2 separate regions of the Mus musculus genome follow, and region 2 is linked to region 1. A link is a contact called in public Hi-C data. All regions are on one chromosome and are shown on one strand. The core of a region is the stretch at or near the end of the contact, and the rest is flanking DNA. Distances in the headings are between cores, read along the strand shown. Region 1 overlaps C9 (complement component 9). Region 2 overlaps Fyb (FYN binding protein).

What was found. A called contact is a pair of places that touch in the nucleus more often than the background predicts.
Region 2: a contact with region 1 is called in a Hi-C map of bone marrow-derived macrophages, with 41 read pairs. The contact joins two enhancer-like sites. A contact is called at or near these places in 5 of 484 Hi-C or Micro-C datasets (the C3H10T1/2 cell line, bone marrow-derived macrophages, granulocyte-monocyte progenitors and 1 more), 2 of 115 datasets of contacts at active chromatin or transcription factors (CD8 T cells and bone marrow-derived macrophages) and 3 of 9 other capture datasets (adipose tissue, liver and pancreatic islet).

Annotation. Positions count from the first base shown.
Region 1 is chr15:6,490,932-6,494,356 of GRCm38.p6, reverse strand. C9 (complement component 9) reads right to left here. Exons shown (of 11, transcript NM_013485.3): 9 at 2,818-2,996. Among named protein-coding and RNA genes, the nearest start is that of C9, 47 kb to the right of the region's middle. Within about 2 kb of position 1,711, at least 49 of the 459 cell types and tissues checked have an H3K27ac peak or open chromatin away from gene starts, as enhancers often do. A contact at or near this core is called in CD8 T cells and bone marrow-derived macrophages, where this site is marked.
Region 2 is chr15:6,599,840-6,603,264 of GRCm38.p6, reverse strand. The region is part of intron 1 of Fyb (FYN binding protein); the gene reads right to left. Among named protein-coding and RNA genes, the nearest start is that of Fyb, 22 kb to the right of the region's middle. Within about 2 kb of position 1,719, at least 93 of the 459 cell types and tissues checked have an H3K27ac peak or open chromatin away from gene starts, as enhancers often do. A contact at or near this core is called in CD8 T cells and bone marrow-derived macrophages, where this site is marked.

The DNA of each region.
Region 1 (3,425 bases), core at 462-2,961:
TAACAATTTCTCCTTTTCAAAATGTTCTCTGTAAGAAGATATACTCACAAAGTTGTGCTTAGGACAATACAGCTGCCATTTCTCTAGGTAGGATATTGATGTGAATTAAGTAGGCTTTCAATTTATGAAGGAGGAAACTTAAACAACTAGAGTGGACAGAATCTTTACTAATCTGAAGATCTGAATTGTAAACAGGATATACTACATGTTGGGCCTAGCCAGAAGCATTGTGTTAACTGAGGTGATGAGTGTCTTCGAATATTCTAGTAAATACAGTGGGGACATTTCAGCAGAGCCTTTATTCCTGCAGATGTGAATTGACAGCTCTAAAACATGCTGCACTGTTTACCAGAGACCAGCCTTGGATCCCTTTGTAAAGGACAGACTGAACTTGGTTTACAGAGCTGAGAGGACAAGCCTGCTTGACGTCATCTGCTGGGTCTTCGATTCTTTTCCTACTTAAAATCTTCTGGCTAAAATTTTATTTACTGAATCAATAATAGTGGGTTTGAATACAATTTATATTTAACAAATGGGCTTCTTTTGATCTTATTTTCTTATACAAGCCAATTTTTTCATTTTCATTTGTCTAATTGGGGGGGGGAGTACCTTTTTTGTTGATGTTGTTCTAGCTTAACTCATGGGGTCATGCTTACATCATCAGTCTACCTATCTATCTATCTATCTATCTATCTATCTATCTATCTATCTATCTATCTATCCATCAATCTCTCCATCCATCCATCTTCTTTCCCTTCTTTCTTTTTCCTCCCTCCCTCCCTCCCTTCTTCCCTCCCTTCTTTTCTTCCTTCCTTCCTTCCTTCCTTCCTTCCTTCCTTCCTTCCTCTTCCTCCCACCTTTATTTTCAATTTTAAGACAGAGTTTCTCTAAGGTGACTAGGCAGATCTTGACCTTGAAGTCCTCCTACTTTAGCCTCCCAAACTTGTGTGAAGTTATGTGTGCACCTCTACTGAAGGCTTCAGGTCTATAACCAAAATGCAGAAATTGATTGCAATTTTCAGTTTCTGAGTTCTTCCTTCCTGTAAGTGAAATAGTTTGAGTGGCTCTAATTAACTCTTTAAAGGCAATAAAATAGAGCAAGGAAGTAAAATTCTTCAAAAACTAGTATTATCAAAAATGTCAGCATTTGTTAAATATAATAAAACTGACATTGTGAATAAAGATAAATTGGACTGGAAAGAAGAAATCATAAGGCACAGGGAAAGTTGAAAGCTACAAAAGTGAGTAAAAAACTGCTTTCTAACAATACCGGTGTGGGGGAAACATTTTTTAGTAAGTGGAAAGATGCAGCCAAACAGCATCAGTAATTACGTCTTTACAATGGTAACATGTCATTCCCCTCCCTTCAAGAGGAAGAAGGTTGCAGACTCAGGATTCCCTAGATTGAATATTATTACAATTATAGAAAAAAAAGGAGATAGCTCTGGGGATTCACATCTATATTCCTAGCACTTGGGAGGTTAAGGTAGGATTTCTGAGAGTTCAAGGCAAGCCAGGCACAGAGTCAGACCCAGCTTGATAAAACAGAATCAAAACAAAAAAAGAAATCAGAAAAGAAGCATGTTTGTAATTTCAGCCCCTCAAGAAGGCAGGAGGATCACTGAAGTTGGACAATAAGAAAGAGAGAGGGAGGGGATTGGTTCTCTGACCACAAGAATGATTCATCTTTGGTTTTATGTTTGTCAGAGTGTTATGAGCATCCATTTCATGACTCTTAGATGAGTCATGATGCCTGGGTGGAGATGATACATGATACCCAGGGAAGACAAGAGAGTCAAAAGTTGACCGAAGAGAACTATCCATTCTTGGTGACTGTCTTGTGCCCACCTGTGCTATAGACTCTGAACAATTATAATAAGTCCTCAATAATACTTGGAGCGCTGTAGAATTTAGTGTTGTAGAAGTCAGAAATGGCTCCCATCCAGGGAGTGGCAGATAGCAGCAGGAATTTATTCAGGTTGTCTGACACTAGCCCCTGCTTTTTTTTTTTTTTTTTTTTTTCCTGTTCTTTCCACAGAAGCCACATGAGGGCATCTGAATATGGACACCTCTGTCTTACAAAGGCAACAGTTGTCTGAACTTATTGGGATGTGTAGTAAGAAAATGACAGGATCTTCTGTCTTAAGGGGGAACAAAATATTTATGGGAGGAAATATGGAGACAAAGTGTGGAGCAGAGACTGAAGGAAAGGCCATTCAGAGATGTCCCACCTGGAGATCCATCCCATATACAGCCACCAAGCCCAGACACTATTGTGGATGCCAACAAGTGCTTGCTGACAGGAGCCTGATATAACTGTCTCCTGAGAGGCTCTGCCAGAGCCTGACAAATACAGAGGCAGATGCTCGAAGTCAACCATTGAACTGAGCACCGGTTCCCCAGTGAAGGATTTAGAGAAAGGACTGAAGGAGCTGAAGGGGTTTGCAACCCCCAGGAAAAACAACAATATCAACCAACCAGAACCCCCAGAGCTCCCAGGGATTAAAGCACTAACCAAAGAGTTCACATGGAGGAACCCATGGCTCCAGCTGCATGTGTAACAGAGGATGGCCTTGTCTGTCATCAGTATGAGGAGAGGCCTTTGGTCCTGTGAAGGCTTGATGCCTCAGTGTAGGGGAATGCCAGGGCAGGGAAGTGGGAGTGGGTGGGTGGGTGAGTGGGGAGCACCCTCATAGGAGCAGCTGGAGGGGGGACGGGATAGGGGGTTTCCAGTAGGAAACCTGGAAAGGGGATAACATTTGAAATGTAAATAAAGAAAATATTAAAAAAAAAAAAGTAACAAGTAACATTCCTTACTCTTTGACTGATGAGAGCTGGAGCGTTTGCCAGGGACGAGGCCCAGTTGGCGAAGTCAGTCTTATCAAATGTCTTGTCTCCTCTGAGAATCTTCTCTTTCAGGAGAATTGCTTGCTCCCTAGTCCCTCCTCTTATGAATGAAATGACATCATCTATGATGTTATCGCGGGTGATGTTTACTAGAAGAGCAAGGAGAACTTGAAGAAGGAAGCATTTGCAACTATGTGCTCTGTTATTTGGATAGCATTTGATAAATGTGTATTAATTTTTTTAGGATAGCTTATTGTAAATATTTAACTGTAAACAATACTCACATAAATCTCCCCTCCATAATCTAGGAGGGCATTTTTCCCTCAGTAGTCAATTGTAGATTTCTATCATCTATCTTTTGAAAGATAACAGTGGTACAATTGATCTAGATATATTGGTAACTTATGTCTCATCATATAAATATAAGTACATATATGAAAATTAACATGACTTTGTGTGTATTCTATATATTTTTGAATTTTTTTCATAATTTTATTGTGTGTAGTACACTTTAAATTATCTTGGTATCATGGGAACATTCGTGTGTAAAAAGTATATAAAAGTCAACCTGTTGCTAC
Region 2 (3,425 bases), core at 470-2,969, 110 kb before region 1:
TGTGGTTGCTGGGAATTAAACTCAGGACCCTCTGGAAGAGCAGTCGGTGCTCTTAACCCCTGAGCCCTCTCTCCAGCTCACTCCTAGCTTTTGATGACAAGAGTTCAGGAATCTAAATTCCCGCAGTGGACAAAGTTATGATTTATAAAGAATAGAGCGTGCCCACTACATCAGTGGCTGTCTAGGACAGTGGGCAATTCCTTTTGTGTAAAAGATGCAGAGGCATGGAGCGAAGCAGGGGACAGATCAGTTTACTTCAAATGCTGTGTCCCTTGTGTCAGAGCTCACCCTGCCCCCACCCCCACAGTTGTATGTTCACACTTGTCTTAGGAGAATCTTAAGTTGTTTCAACATCTTTCCTAAGAACAGTCACATAGGGAGATATGCTGCCGCTTCTGATATTGGCGCCATTCTCATAGGCAAATCTAGAGTTTTAACTCAACTAAATATCTCAGAACCCACAGCTCCCATCACCACAGCTAGTCTTCACCTGATGCCAGTTATCACGAGGGGCATAACATTAGATACACCAGTCTTCACCATGGTAAACAGTATTTGCTTCTCAGAACAATCCCAAATTATGGGGAAGGAAACACAGATTGTATGCAACGTTAGAGTTTTTCAGAAATGAGGCTTGCTGTTAAAGTTAAAAGTAAAACTAAGAGGAGCAACACAGCTTCCTGATTTTCTATTTCAAGATGTCTCTCCTGTTATAGTCTTTCTGTTTGCCTTCTCAAGCCCATTTTAACCTAGGTTGCTGAAGGAACAACACATGGGTGAAACCAGGAACAGGTTTCACCTCAAGAGGCAGGCATCGGATCTGAAAGGCAAGAGGCTCCCCTAATTCCAAAGTATCTATCTGCACATATGTACATAGCACTTCTGACTTGAAAGATAGAGTCTACCTCTAAACCTTTGGTCCAGACAATAGAGGAATGTAGCTATTTGATGGCTACTGTAATTTCCAGGCAGTCTGGATGCATACTTACACTTTTCAGCCCATTTTGAATTTAGCAACATTACACCAGGCCCTGAAGGCCGAGGCTCGACACCTGCCTAGTCTTCTGTGGGCTGTGGCTAACCTAGCTAAGTTGTTGCTACATGTTTACTATGTGCTCGGCTCACGCAGGGAGGCTTCTCTTTCCTTAGGGGAACTCACAAGCCTAGGAGGTCTGTAGCCTACCATCTTCTCAAGAACAGAGAGTTAGTTCAGAGAGACTCCTTGGTGGAAGTCTAACTCAACTTGCTCCTTTTGAAAATGAGAAGGTGATTGAAGAAGTTACTTGGTCCAATATCTTCTGAAATTGATATGATTCGGCCCAGAATGGAATCTCTCTTGATGTTAAACCCAATTGCATTTTCCAGTTTGACTGCAGTAGGCTGATTAGATCCTGTCTGGCTGATCATTTTCAATTACAGATTGTAATATTATACATATTACGGATCGCTATAGAATTAGGGCATCCTTTAGGAAGAAACTTTTAATTTTCCGCCCAGCGAGTTTACAAACTTTACACTTGCTTGACTTCATGTTTTGAATGTGAACTGTGATATTTGATAGAATTCAATTTCGAACTTCAAATCTGGAATATTCTTCAGTGTGAGCTTGGTGATCTTGAGCTTGGCAGAGCGTGTGCACACGCCTTACCACATCAAGTGATCAGCAACCCTGCAGAGTTCTCAGAGACTGCAACAATGGCCACTTCCTACTTTACTCTGTGACATATTTCTGAAAAGTCGTTCTTAGCTTCCCCATCTCAAGCACACTCGAGATTAACAACAGAGAATACAAGCTCCTTTTACTTCCTTTTACGTTTCCACTCTGATCAGTCAGAGGGCTCTCCTAGCAAATGCAAGTCACTTGTCCCTGCTGAACTTGAACTGTAACCATTATCCACCAGTCTGTTTTTTCTCACCTGTTACTAACCCTAGGGTTAGTTCTGAGGGAGACTGGTCCCACTGAGGTAATTTTTAGAGAGGGAGACAAAAACAAAATAATCAAACTAACAAACAAAGAAACTGAACCAAAATAGAAACATTCTATAAGAATTGTGATTGGGAAATCCCTGCAGACTGTCCTCTCACTCTGATCCTTCTAGGTCTCAGTTCAGTCACGGTTTTGGTTTTCTGAGATGAGGTCTCCTATATTCTAGGTATTCTGGATTTGCGTTGTAGCCCAGGCTAGCACTGACCCCACAAGACCTGCCTGCTTTAGGCTTCCATAGGTATGCACCACCACACTGGATCCCTCAGTTGTGTCTTTATAATAAAAAGACAATCTTAGCTTATCCTGGGGCTTTCCAAATATGTTTTACTTATAGAACTTTTTTTTTTTTGCACAAAATCTTTCAAAAACTTGTTTTACTTTTGTGTGTGGGTGTTTTGACTGCATGTACGTATGCACACTGCATGCATGTCAGATGCCTGTGGAAGTCAGGAGAGGCCATAGACTCCTCGGGAACTGCAGTTACTATTGGTTAGGAGCCACCAGGTTTCCTAAGAATCAAACCTAGATCCTCTGCAATAGCACGTGCTCTAAATTGTTGAGCTCTGTCTTTAGCCCCTTCTGCAAAAATCCTAATTCTGAGATAAGGACTAATGTTGAGTGTATATTACATGTCTTACAGCATCTTAATAACTTATAGAGATGGGGTTTTTAAAGGAGCAGGTATTGCAATATAAACCTAGACTCCACCCAAAGGCCTGGGGTGTAGTCTGAGTGCTGCTTTTGACTCAGTCATTGGTTGGATAAATCACATGATCTTCCAGCCTTGGTATTTGCTGCAAAGTAGAGAGAATCAGAATCGTCTGTGGCACAAAAGAACTCACTTGAGATGCACTCACAGGTAAGTGGATATAGCCCAGAAACCTAGAATACCCAAGATACAACTTCCAAAACACAAGAAAATCAAGAAGGAAGTCCAATGTGTGGATACTTCATTCCTTCTTAGAACAGGGAACAAAATACCCATGGAAGGAGTTACAGAGAAAAAGTTTGGAGCTGAGACAAAAGGATGGACCATCTAGAGAGTGCCTACCCGGGGATCCATCCCATAATCAGCCACCAAATGCAGACACTATTGCATATGCCAACAAGATTTTGCTGAAAGGACCTAATATAGCTGTCTCTTGTGAGGCTATGCCAGAGCCTGGCAAATATAGAAGTGGATGCTTACAGTAATCTATTGGATGGAACAAAGGGCCCCCAATGGAGGAGCTAGAGAAAGTACCCAAGGAGTTGAAGGGGTCTGCAACCCTATAGGTGGAACAACAATATGAACTAACCAGTAACCCCAGAGCTCGTGTCTCTAGCTGCATATATAGTAGAAGATGGCCCAGTCGGCCATCATTGGGAAGAGAGGCCACTTGGTCTTGCAAACTTTATATGCCTCAATACAGGGGAACGCCAGGGCCAAGAAATGAGA